Regions from separate parts of the Podarcis muralis genome. Here region 2 is linked to region 1. The links are chromatin contacts, called in public Hi-C maps. All regions are on one chromosome and are shown on one strand. The core of a region is the stretch at or near the end of the contact, and the rest is flanking DNA. Distances in the headings are between cores, read along the strand shown.

The links. A called contact is a pair of places that touch in the nucleus more often than the background predicts.
Region 2: a contact with region 1 is called in a Hi-C map of tail, with 2.9 times the contacts expected there. The contact joins the promoter of RBMS1 here to the promoter of ITGB6 in region 1. A contact is called at or near these places in 2 of 3 Hi-C or Micro-C datasets (blood and tail).

Annotation. Positions count from the first base shown.
Region 1 is chr1:106,028,589-106,035,496 of rPodMur119.hap1.1, forward strand. It overlaps ITGB6 (integrin subunit beta 6), which reads right to left and starts at 2,767. Exons shown (of 18, transcript XM_077936610.1): 1 at 2,423-2,767.
Region 2 is chr1:106,158,036-106,164,943 of rPodMur119.hap1.1, forward strand. RBMS1 (RNA binding motif single stranded interacting protein 1) reads right to left here and starts at 2,497. Exons shown (of 14, transcript XM_077936619.1): 1 at 1,876-2,497. The coding sequence starts at 1,950. All of the region lies in intron 1 of LOC144329282 (a long non-coding RNA gene), which reads left to right.

The DNA of each region.
Region 1 (6,908 bases), core at 1,517-4,016:
CGGGCACAACAGACGTCTATTGGAGAGGTATACTGTTGGGTTTTATTTAACAGCAATGAGTAACTAGATGAGTTGAACTGGACAGAAAGATTACTCATGTTTTGTGGACAAGTGAAGAAGGATGGCTTTGTTATCCTATCAATGGCAAAATTCTCCTTGGATGAATTTCCCAGCAGCTTGCAGATAAACCACTTCCACTGAACCGCTGATTAATAGTCCTTAGAGAATCCCAGGTTAAAGGGACACAGAACACATATAGACTGATCAGGGTCTGGCATATTCCATGTGTTTGTGCTTTCAGCAAGCGCGCGCACGTGCACGTACACACACACACACACACACACACTCTACAACAACACAAGGACAAACACAGAATATTCTGTGTGCTATTTTACTAAATAGAATCTGTAGGTCTACTTGCAGTTCAATCTGTTTGCATGAGCAAGGCTACCTGCTATCACTATTTCACACCAGGAAAGTGTCCAGAATATAGAAATGGCACAATCTTTGCCCTGAAGGAGTAAGAATGTAAGAGCCCATTTCTTAGTTATGTGCCAAAGAAAATCAGAAGAGCCTTGCTTGTTCAGGCTGAAGGCCCATCTAGTCCATCATCATTTTCTCATGGTGGCTAACCAGATGGCTATGGGAAGCCCATAAACTGGACATGAACACAATAGCGCAACAGCACTCCTACCGTTTCTCTTCAGCAACTAGTATTTAGAGGCATATTGCTTCTGACAGTAGAGATATAGTAAGGTCATTGATAGCCTTATCTTCTATAATTTTTTTAAGTCACCCAAGGTGGTGGCCATCACTACAGCTTGCAGGAAGAAATTCCATAGTTTAAAAATGTGCTACTTAATGCATAGGTTATGGTGTGCTTATAAAGCAGAAGGGCTGATCAAACAACCATGTTAATCATCTCCTTGAAGAGAAGGAGAGTTGGACCCCCCCCCTCCAAAGAACATTAAACTGCCTTAGTTACTCAACCACTGCAGAATCAATGCCATTATTTCTGGTAATGTCCTGAACACCAAGCAATTCTCCTGTCCCACATTCTGCACTCTGCTGGTATAAATGGCTGACATTATCCTTCTATGTAGGTGAAAGTACTATTGCTTTCCATGACACTGTGCTGTGGCACCATTCACAAACACTCTTGACACAGCAGATATAAATCGAGGAGCTGGCTTATGCAATAAGACCCATTGATTTACAGTGCTTCGTTTTTGAAGTGTTGTGACTCACAACTGCCAAACTAAGTCATATTTCAACAATGAATGTATAATACTTCTCTCTCTCTCTCTCTCTCTCTCTCTCTCTCTCTCTCACACACACACACACACACACACACACACACACAAACACACACACACACCAGCCACCATGTCTCCTCTTGATCAGGAGTGTGATGTTGTGATGTGTTGGGTTTAATCTTTCCTCAGGTGCCACAATCCTGCCAAAAAGTAAAGAGCCTGAAGCTGCTAGTCCCACTGGGGAAGAAAAGGACAGTGAATTCTCCTTTGTTCAATGCATTAAAATATAGCTGTCCTGGAATGCAAAATCCAAGCCAGAAGATATGAATTATTATATTTTTTGGCTAGGGCTGATGGCAGTGACAGCCCAAAACATCTGGATAGGGAAGGTTGGCATAAGCACCAGTGACCAGATAATCACCAGATACATCACATACCCCCTTTTTGGGGAGGATGCTGGAGGGGCAGCTGCAAGCATTCTTACACAGATCATGTTGGAATTAAACTTTAGTTCCCAATTTCAGAGCTATATGGAAGAGAGCCTGGGTCGTTTGACCCTTGAATTATTTCTCTTTCCCCTCCTGTAAGAACTACGCAAGATACTCTCTTTTAAAGTTTAAATAACATAACTTTTACTTAGTGTACATGCACTTGCAGATTAAAATATATACAATACAGATAGGTGTTACTTATGTTGGTAATACATCTTACATAAATTGTATCTAAGATAAATACGGACTAACTCTGAGGCGGACAGCAGCATAACATAGGGCTGCAATATTTTAAGAAGTGAAAATCCAGATACAAAAGTTGTTGAGCTTTTAATCTTTTTTAAAAATAAGTTTTTAAACTATCCCCCCCCCCAACACTTCCAAAATGGGCTGCCATACGCCCAGGTTTTCCCAGATGTCTTTAGTCAGTTTTTGAAAATTCCTCTCGGACGCCATTTTTGGCGGACGAATCCTGGCTATGTCCGGGAAATTCAGAACGTATGGCAACCCTAGCATAGCAGAACATACTGGCTGCTCTAACTGTTAATAACTGCCATAACTGTACCAACTGAAATAACTGCCTCAGTTGTATGACATCATAGAGTTCTATAGCCCTTGTGAACATTAACTTAGCACTTTGGATACTTTCATACCACAGATTATATAGATCCATACCAATCAGGGTGCAATCCTGGCCATGGGGCTGAGTTGGTCTTGGTCACCTTGATGGATGACCTTTGCAGAGAGCAGGACAAGTGGAGCATGGCCTTCCTCCTGCTTCTTGATCTCTCCTGCTTTTGTTCCCACTGACCATTGCCTTTTCCTGGACCTGCTCTGGGCAATAGGAATTGTGTTCCAGTAGTTCCAGTTCTACCTCTGGGACCGAATTCAGAGAGCTGCATTAGGAAAGTGCTTTTGGCCTCACTGCCACGAGGCACTATCTTATCTCTAGCGCTATTTACTATCTACATGAAGCTGTTGGAGGCAGTCATTAGGAATGCTGGGGCAAGGTGCCATCAGTATGCTGAATCAGAGGCTGCAGATAAAAAATTGTCTGAGAACTTGGCCCGTTGTCCACCCTGAGTTAGGCTGCACTCACCTTGAAGGAGAAAGTTTGCAGTCTGGGTGCACTTCTGGGTCCACCTTTCATCACTGGAGGCCCAGATAGCCTCAGTGGCTAGCAGTGCATTTAGCAGCTTTAATTTATATGGCAGCGATGGCTATTCCTGGCCTGGGAAAGACTGGCCACGAGAGCTAATTCATTGGTTAATTCAAGACTGCATTCCTGCAGGGCACTCCAGGTGGGGCTTCCCTTGTGCTTGATCCAGAAGCTGCAGTTGGTGCAGCATGATTGCAGATAGGTGTGTGACCTTATATAACACCTGTGCTTAGACCTGATTGCTTATTTGCTACCGGACCAAGTTAAAGGTGTTACGATTAGCATATGAAACCCTTAACAACTTAGGACCAGTTTACCTGCAAGATCACCTTACCTCACATGTGCTCTTTCAACCACTTCAGTCTGTGGAATTTGCACTCTTACAGGTGGTATATAATACTCAATCCACATTTATAAGAAGTCAATCTTTTAGTATGGCAACACACACTTTGGAACTCCCTGCCTATTGACACCAGGCAGTTGCCTTCACTGCACTCTTTTCTGTGCCTGCTAAAAACATTTTTGTTTAGACAAGCCTACCCAGATATGTAGAAAGTTTACATGTCCTTTAATCTGTGTTTGGCTTATCACTAATGTTTTAAATAGCTGTTTTTAACTACCGGTAACTGTTCCAGCTGATGATTTTATTGTTTCACTCTATTTGTAACTTGGAGGGTGGTTGTTGGGTTTTTTAAATACAATCAAGAAGTAAACAAATGTTATTATATGAATATGTAACTACAATTCTAAAATCATTTAACATTTGTATGTGGCCCCATAGGAGAAAGTTATCTGAGAATCATATAATAAATATTAAAAAATATTGATGATGTCTCCTACCTCCCCAACATTTCTCTCACAAATACACACCAATATAGTGGTTATTGCCTATTAAACTGCCCATCCTGTTTGGAAACTAAACACCTCACAATGGTGTGAACATCCTAAAAGGTATTTCCTCTAAGGAGACCTAGGCATAAAGTTGATCAAGCCTTGGGATGAGTCTAGGGACATGGCCAATTCGCCTGGGACATTGAGAGAGGCATCCATGAAATTGGTAGAGAATTTGGGGCTTAAGGAGGTGGCAGAGGGTGATATCCCTTGTGTCAAACTCAAAAGAAGAGGCCACACTTTCAAGAGAAGGGCCCTCTCTGGGATCTACAGAAATGGTGGTTTATTAGGTGCTTACTGCAGCTACTGCCAAGCATTGTCCCAAGTTCAAATTGTGGGTTTTTTCTTCTTCCAAGAAGTAACCCTGACTTGTAGGGCTTTGTCTGTCTTCCCCATAGTGGGGCAGTCAAAATCCCTCACTTCACAGTGCAGAGCAGAGCAGAGGTGAGAAAGGAACAGGAATAAAAAAGGCGGGAAAGTGTGAGGAAAGCTGAGGGCGTTGTTTTTTTAAAAAACACAGTAAGAGAAAACAGATAAACAGCTACTGGAGACTACAAATACAGTGGTACCTCAGGTTACATATGCTTCAGGTTACATACGCTTCAGGTTACACACTCTGCTAACCCAGAAATAGTGCTTCAGGATAAGAAAAGAAATTGTGCTCCGGCGGCGCGGCAGCAGCAGGAGGCCCCATTAGCTAAAGTGGTGTTTCAGGTTAAGAACAGTTTCAGGTTAAGAACGGACCTCCGGAACGAAAAAGGAGAAAAACAACAACTGGTAGGGCAGTGCTATTTTTCTAGAAAAAGAGGTGCCGGATCGCACCACGAATGACAATGACAATGTCGCCTACCTGAAGGGTTCTGGCAAGTTCCGGCTGAAAAGAAGCCCTGAGGTAGGGCATAAGGGAGCAGATTGAAGGAGAGAGAATCCAAATGGGATGTTGCTCTGAGATGAGACAGGAAAAGGGCTGAGCCTCAACAGAAAGAGAACAGAAAAGTCTTCTGGAGAAGTTTGTGGCTTAACTTTACCTGTACTTGTTTTAATGGTGCAATGTGCTTTATTTTGCCTTGTCTTGTTTTCGTAATAGCTTTGGCTACACAAATAAGTAATATTCAAATGTAAGCATATAAGTTTGTGGTGTTTTCCTGCCTCCAAGGTGCAGAGCAGGCAACACAACACACTTGAAGCCCTCCTTCATCCACCGGTGAGTGTGTGTGTAGTGCAAGAAAAGACCATTGCTGCCAACGTGCCCTTTGTGCAACTGTTTTGTCTGTCCAACTCCCACAGTTGTGAAACGTAGTAGATGTGCATTATGGTGTATCAGCAGCATGTTCTATGGTTGCAAATTTTATGAAATTTATTCTCATAGGTAATTCCCAATCATGACTATTGCATTGTTACGCAAGGTTTTAACTATTTATATAATGGAACAATATGTTGCTTATTGTTCTTAAAAAATATGAGGTCGATGAAACCCCAAAACATGACTCTTGTTAGTTTATGCACTTCACATTATTGAGTCCAGTGGATATAGTGTTACCGAGAAAGGAAAGTTCTCAGTGGTTTTGTTTTACAAAACATCTAAATAGTGTCATGCTTAAAACCATCCCACATTTTATTTTTGTTGCTTTCTTCGGACGCAGCTGACTCTACTTTTTTTTTTTAATTGATGGAAAATTAATGCATTGAAATGCTGGGAAATTATTTACAATTTCATCTGGAATTATATATTGCATTTCATAGGAATTATATATTGATCAGTTTCAAGAATCATATAACTAATATACTGTGCAGATCTTGATGGGTGCAAGGGATTGTACAAGACAAGAGGACTGTTCCAAAAGTATGCCTTTTAATGAAGGTTTGGATTTGTTTGCAGGCCAATACTAAGGGTCATATTAGGCAGCATGTTAAATGATGAAGCACTGTGGGAGAGTATCATAACTAAGGTCAGAATAATAACCCCCAAAGCTAAATTGGTAAGTGTACCTCAGCATAAATACCAAAATAAGAAAATCCAGTTTTGCTGGCTCACAATGAAGGTTCGTGTTTTTAAACTTTGTAGGTTGGGGTTGTTGTCTTTTGGGAAGGGCCTGGCAGTGCCATCATTGCAGGAGGCTAGGAGATGGGTAACTCACCAGGGGTCCTTCTCAGCTATCTCTCCCAAATTTCAGCTGATCCTAACTTTGGTTTGTTTTTGTGTGTGTGCCAGCTAAAGACTCTTCTCTGCATGGGTGTCCTCTCCAATTCTCTGCATGTGCATTCAGAAGTAAGCCCTGCTGAGTTCAATAGGAATTACTCCCAGGGATATGTGTATAGAGTTGCAGTCAAAAATGTTAATTCATGCGTGGCCATTATTGCATCTCTCAGCATTGTGTTACATATGCATACACAATACCATTTTTGTCAGTCCATCCATGTAATCAATGTTTAAGAACAGATAAATCACCCAAGCTCCAGGAAAAATGTTAATTTCCACTCCACTTTTAGCATCTCCTTGAAAGGAATTGATACTTTGGTGTCATATGGAGTTGACATATTTTGGTGGCGGCGGGGGTGGGAGCGTGGGATATTTGTAACTTTTGGGCATCAGTTAATTCAGCTCTCCAACCTATTTGCATTTGACAGCCCAGCATTAAATGGTAAGAGAAGAATGTGAAAGCTTATTTATCATAACCACTAGAGGGCCATTTTTGGCTTTTATTTTTATCAGTCTGAGAAGTGTGGGATTTAAGTTACACAAGGACAAAAAAACCTTGCCAACTTGCCTGGTTTTAATTTTACACTCACAATGCACTAGAGCTGAAATGATTTGGGGAGCGGGGGCTGCTCACATTATCCAAATTTGCATTTCCTTACTACAGTTCTAATTCCTCTTCCTCAATTAATTAATCACCCTTTACATATGTGTCAAAGCAATTTACAAGCATAATACAAAACCAGCTAAGTTTTAGATACAGTAAAAAAGTCTGATGTTTAAAAATGTTTTAAAAAACCATTCAAAGAGAACATCTAATTAGAAGTGACCCTCTCCTCCATATTCAGTTATAAAAGAAATAGAATTATTAACTTTGAGAAGTTGATAATTATCACTATTGCCTGAAAATTCAT
Region 2 (6,908 bases), core at 1,247-3,746, 130 kb after region 1:
AGAGTTCAGAGATCTATGTTTCTCAAAGCAGGAGGCCAAGGGTTCCCAATATAGCTGCTAGGAGAAGTGTGAGTTCCTTCCCATTCCCTCTTACCATAGGCTCAGCACTCCTGCCTACTAGCCACAGCCTGGTCACTGCTCCATTTTATAATTTACAAGCTTAGGTGGCTTCCCTCTAAGAGAAGCAAGACACTATTTAGGTAACTAGCATGTGAACTCTTCTAGTTTGTATAAAACAAATGCTAAGATTTGTGGACTTTGGGGATACCCATGTGAACACTAGCAGTCTCAGATTAATTTAATGAATGTCTGAGAACATATGTCAATAGACACACACACACAATTAGTAGGTGCTAACAGTCCTATTTCAGTGATTGTCAACATTCACCTGCCTATATGTAAGTTTTAAGACAATTTGTCCGAGACTGTCAATGTTCACAATTGAATTTTCACATTTATCACATTTTGGACGGTTGCATTTTGGATGGTGTGTTAGCTAGAAATCCATTACTGTATAATGATTGTCAAAGTTCACATATGATACAATTTGTGTATTGTGCGCAATGCTGGTAGCTGGAGAACATTTGGGATGCCAAATATTCCAGACAGTTGATGCAACCAGCCCTGAATTTGCCAGTTTGCAGCATGATGTACCGACTGGCCTTAGGGATTCCACAGGCATCCATAGTCACAGACATGAGCATAACAAGAGATGTCAAATGCACTTGAACAGAAAAACAAAACAAAACAGCAAACAACAAATCCGTCTGCAATCAAACTAGCTTCGAGTGCTGTACTTTCACTGAAAGAGATTCCTCTGACTCTCATCATCCAGTGATGAGAGATAAATGAGAGTTAAATCTGAGCTTCATTAAAATGTAAACCACAGCTACTGACAACCGATTTCATTTTAAACAGTCTGGCTAACAGTTTAAATTTCTGAAAGCAAACTTTCAAATGCACACCATCACCGTCATTTTAAAAAGGGTTTTCTGTTGCAATCCAGCTGTTTCCAGACTTGAAAGTATCTTTAAGGTCAGTTGCAAGTTACAATGCACTTATAACAAGGGGGAAAGGCAACTGAATGTGGATGAGGGCTGGCTAAACTTGATCCCATTTTGTTACTGCACAGAACAGAGATGGAAGGAGCGGAAATGGGGAAGGCTTGACTTAAATCCCCAAGGGAAGCCCTAAAGCCCAGGGGCAGCGAAATGCCCATCTCTGCACTGATCTCTATTTAGCATTGTGGAAGGGGAGAAAAGAGCGTTGTCAGCTGAGGATACATCTCAGAAGGAGGCAGAAAAGAAAAGGAAAAGAAAAGAAAAGAAAAAGAAAAGAAGAAGGAATGTTCTCTGGATGAAGGAAGGCAGCGTGAGGAAAAGGGGAGGGGTGAAGAGGAGGGGAGAGGGAAGACAGCTGAAGACAAGGAGAAAACAGAGGAGGAGAAGGGTCAAGAGTGGCTGATAGACATGAGAAAGGAGGGAAGCCTGGGAGATGGCAGCAAGGCAAGAGATGGGCACAGAGAGGCAGCTCTTGCAGTTCAGTGACCGAGCCAGCTTCAGACTCATATATATATATCCTGAGAGGGAGCAGAGGAGAGGCAGAGCCAGGAAAGGGGCTGCAGGCTCTTTCCTGTATGTGTGTGACTGTAACCTGATGCCATCCCCAAGAGCCTTCCCCCTCCCCCTTCCCCCAGAGCGCCCCCTCCCTCCCTCCCTCCCTCCCTCCTCCTTCCCGGCTATAGTTAGCAAGCCTGCAAAACTGCAGCCCAGCCCTGCCCTGCCGCCCCCCTGTGCCCTTCCCTGGCAAGGGAAAAAGAAGAAGAAGAAGGCGGAGGAGGGAGAGAGAGAGAACAGCCCGGCGGCAGTACTGTACCTTAGCCTGCAGATACTGGGGGTAGTAGTAGGTGGTGTACTGGGGGTACATCTGCTGTTTCCACACTTTGCCCATGAAGCTGGAATAAGGGAGCCCGCAGCGCAGGGATGAGGGAGGGCACTTGACAAGGGGAGGGGAAGTGGGGGGGGGGGGAGAGAAGGAGACGGAGAAAGGAAGGCGCGGGAGGGGGGGGAGAGAGGATCGCTCTCTCGCTCTCCCTTGCGCGCGCGCTCTCCCACTAAATGTCCCTGGCTCGGCTTCTTTCTTCCTGGCGGCGGTGGCTGCGGGGCTCCTCCTTCCTCGGCTGAGCCCAGACCTTCCTCCTCCTGCTGCCCTGAAAGGCGTCAGCGGCGGCGGCGGCGGCGGCAAGAAAGAGGCTGCAGAGGGCACCGAGGACGACACCAGAGCGCTCTCTTCTTCTCCCTCACACTCGCGCGCGCGCGCGTGTGTGTATGCGCGAGGGGGGAGGGCGCGCGCGCGCGCGAGGGCCGGGAGTCGCCTCTCTCTCTCTCTCGCTCGCTCACTCGCCTCAGCAGCCCAGGCACGACCAGGGAACAGACGGCGCTACCACCACCAGCGCCCGGCCGGTTGGGAAGAGTCCTGCGCGCGGGCGCGCGAAGTGGGGTGTGTGTGTGTGTGTGTGTGTGTGTGTGTGTGTGTGTGTGTGTGTGTGTGTGTGTGTGTCGCTGACTGGAAAGCCGAGGGTGTCGTGCCCGCTGTGTGGCAATGCCAAGGGGTGGAAAGGAAAGGGCCGGGGTGAAAGAGAGAGAGGGTGGGGGTGGAAGAGAAGAGAGGCGCGCGGGGAGGGCAAGGTGGGCGGCGCTTAGTCCCGCCGAGGGTGGGACGGGCTTCCAGTACTACTGACTTGGGGGAAGCGCGCGCGGCGAGCGCTCCGGAGTAGCGTCCAGCCGGTCGTCGTGAGGGGAGCTCCGAGAGGCAGCCGGGCCAGCAAGCGGCGGGAGCCGACCCACTCAGGGTTGCTTCGAAGGGGCCCGGCAGCGTTGGCGCCCGGTGCTCTCCGGCTGCTGGACGTTGGAAAGCGAGAACTCAAAGAAAGGAGAGGAAAGGAGAGCACCTGCCTCCCGGGATTCCTGGCTGCTCGCTATAGATGCTCAGCTGCCTCCCCGGGCCATTTTTGGAGAATTGAACGAGCCTCGCATTGTTCCTTGCAGAGCACGTTCCCTAAGCTGCTAGGGGCCACTTGACTGTTTTTTTGAAAGTTTATTTTGTTTGGTTTTGTTTTAGTTTGGTTTTTCAGGAACACACACACACAGGGGTGCCTCGACTGTACATTATCAAGAAAGGCATCACAGAGCAGGAGGGGAACCCCCCCCCCAAAAAAAACACACCCCGTTTCGGTGGGTTATATAATGCTCATTCTTGCAGCTCATTTCCCAAGCGAAATTCTGAAGGAATGGAAGGGTGTCATAGTCTCCATTCTGTAACATAGTTGACTTTCTACCCTCATTTAACTTGCTCCTGGATACATTTGTGTCTATCTAGACTACATCTGACATTGTACCATTAAGTATATATATAAAATGCAGTACAAGCATGATAGGAGCAGAGGTTGTTCATAATTCTGTCCTTGACTCTTGGCAGCTTGTTTCTCCCATTCAGTTTTCCAGTTCTTCCCATTTCTGGCTTCCAGAACTCATGCTGAGTTAGCTTCTCTGTGCAATTCCTTGTTTCAGGGTTGATCCTCTTCACCTAATAATCACCTGTTATAGCAACAGCAGTTGTCACTTGGAAAGAGTAAAGGAAAGAGCAATTCATAATGAAGTATGCCACGCAGCATAGAAACAAATGTTTCTGGGTCGTCTTAAAAATTAACATTGGATTTAATAGCGTTCTTCTTCTCAACAACAGAGAAGCCTGGACTGACACATCATCAACATTTTTGGTACCACAACTAAAGAGGCAGGGAAATGCAGGCACATTTAGGCTGCAGTCCTATGCACACTTACATGAGAACAAGCTCCCATTACATCTTAACTTCGATGTACAGAATCTGACTTCTGGAGTCTTTGGAGAAAAATTACAAATATGATGATTTAGAATGTGCTTCATATTTATTACTGCTATTAACAACATTTCTAAGTTGTGATCAACTTCAACCCTTGAGGTGGTGTTCAACGATATATATGGAAACATAGTTAGAACATGGTGCTGAGAAAGCCAGGGTTGCAGGTTTGATCCCTGTAAGGGACATCTGCATGTTCCTGCATTGCAAGGAGTTGGGACTGGATGCTCCTCAGGCTCCCTTCCAACTCTGTGATTCTATGAAATACATCATATACATAGCAAAGCATTAAAATGCAGGAAGGAAATCTTCAGATGGAGGGCAGTATATAAACACAATAAATAATAATAGCAATAGTAATAAATGCAACTGAAAAATGAGGGCTTCTGTTTCCAGTGTTCAGAGGTGAGTGCAAATGCTTATGCGAACAAAACATGACTTGACACTAGGCAAAACTCCCCGAGAAGAAAATTTCACAGTGAGGTGCCACCACTGGAAAGGCCCTCTCTGATCACTACCTGCCTGGTCTCAGAGAATAGTGGAACTCAGAAAGAGACATTTGAGGAAAATCTTATGTGGGATGCTCATATTGAATAAAGGCTTCCATAAGAAATTTAGGTCTCACTCCAAGTCTTATAAATTTTGAGGCTGCAGTCCTATATCCCTTTTCATGGAAGAAAGACATACTGAACTCAATGAGATTGCTGCTGAGTAAGGATGTTATAGGACTGTAATGTGAATGTCAAAATCAGCTGTTTTAAGACTGATGAGATACATAATGTCCACTCACTCAAGGCAGCCCCATGTACGTACAACACTGTTCAGTAGCTCAAATGCAATGCTATCAGAGCTTGGATAACTGGCCAGGTTTATGTCTTCAGCAGCTGCCCTCTGCAGTTTTGGCAGGACACTTAAATATTGTATTTAATTTGAAGTTTTGTGGTTGTATTATATGGGGGTGGAATACCTGATTTAGCTCACTGCTTGTAGATTTTTCATATTTATGAGGAAAATAAGTCACAATATCTGGTGCCTAGTTTATGGTATTGATTACTAATTAGACAAACAGCAACTTTGTTTTTGTTGATAAGCAGAAGCAAGCATATACCGGTAATTGAAAAGATGGGTTCCTTTGCTTGTGCAGCAATGTATGTATGTATGTATGTATGTATAGTTTTAATGGTTGATTTCCAAGTCTTTTACTTCTATGGGCCATCTGTAAATTTTGTTTGATTTTTGCTATAATCAACCAGTTTTCTCCTGGCGAAATGTAGTATAGTAGTGTATGCAGAATGCTTTCACTCATGTATTCAGATGTGCTTTATTAAGGATTCTTGTTAAGTAGCAACAATGATCCATCCCCCACATCCTCACCATGATCTTCACACTCACAGCATTAGAACAGCATGTCTCTATGGCTGGCATTTACAAAGGTCAGCAGATGTACAGTGCTATGTCTGAACGGGTTCCATGGAACTTCATGGAGAAATATGTGGAGGGCATGAAGCATCTTTAGAATTAGAAAGGGTTAGACTTTGCAAGGTCAGAATATCTTTCTCTCTTTCTGAAGAAGAAAATGTTATAGTGTTTAATATAATAAAGCAGATATGCTTCCTGTAAAACCTGCCAAAATTCAATGTTAGGTAGTCAAAACCAAACACAATCCCTTTTACCACTTAATATAATTTCAGCTGAATTGTAGGCTATCTACACATCACTGGCTTAAAACATAGTAAGGTGCTTTGTGCGTGTGTATGTATATGTGTGAGAGAGTGAGAGAGGGGGGAGTGTCTTATTGCATTTCAAGACACATTTTTATACTGCTGTATGCACCAGGGAGAGTCAGGGATGTTTTCACCTGATGCACATCACCTGTTTCTCTATGCTTGCAATAGAGCAGGCATAGGGAAACTCCAGCCCTCCAGATGTTTGAGACTACAATTCCCATCATCCCTGACCACTGGTCCTGTTAGTCCCAAACATCTGGAGGGCCGGAGTTTGCATCCCCAAACCCCTATTCAGTGAAAGCATCTTTTACACAGCTGCTTTAAATGTACACACCCCACCTTAACTGCATCTTATGTTTTCAAATTGGATGGAAGCTGGTTTGTGGGGAAACGTATCAATCAGCAGTATTTCTTAGGAATCTACAAGATACAAATGGATTGTGGCTAACATCACGCGTACTCGGCTTCAAACACCAGCAGTGGGAGCCGGTGTTAACAGTAATGTGTGCACTGTCTCTATCTACAATGTTGTAGTCATTGTAAACTTGAAGCCAGACAAGGCTGTCCTTATCAATCCATTTTATAGTGTCACCGGAACACCGTCTTCCCTTTCCTTAACAGTGATGTTTTCCTCTTCTTGACAAGGCCTTATAAAGTAATCCATGTTTAATGATGGGATCTCTACTGCTTCCTCAAGAAACAGTTAAGCAAGAAACAAAGAGTTATGCTTCCCCCCCATTTCATTGCCACCAAACACTACCTTTTACAATTATTTTTCCTCTGCGGTGGAGTCTACACCAATGAATACATATACCGGTACCTGCCATTTCATTTGAAGGAAACTCAGATCCACAGAACATTATGCTGTAATAAATTTGTTAGTCTTCAAGGTGCTACAAGAGTCTTCATATTTTCTTTTCCGGGCTACAACAGCTAACACACCTACCCCCATAAAGGAATGATTGTTATGCTCTGCAATTCAGGCATTTGAAAATTCATGCTTCTTTTCCTTATTTAGCAAAGCCACAGCCAGTTGTCTGTTCTTCTGTTGTGCTAGTATTTGTCTTTCTCTCCCAGCATCTTTGACTCTCCCCACTCCTTGCTTTGTTTTTCAACCTACCAAGCAGGACAGCTGGGGGGAAAAATGAGGGTGACCGTCTATCCCCTGCCTACATAAATATATGACTGATAGCACAGCATCGTTCCTTGCCATTTCCCCTTCCACTGGAAGTAGCCCCCTGTGTAAAGGAGAAGGCTAGGGTTTTTTCTTTGTTTGTTTCAAA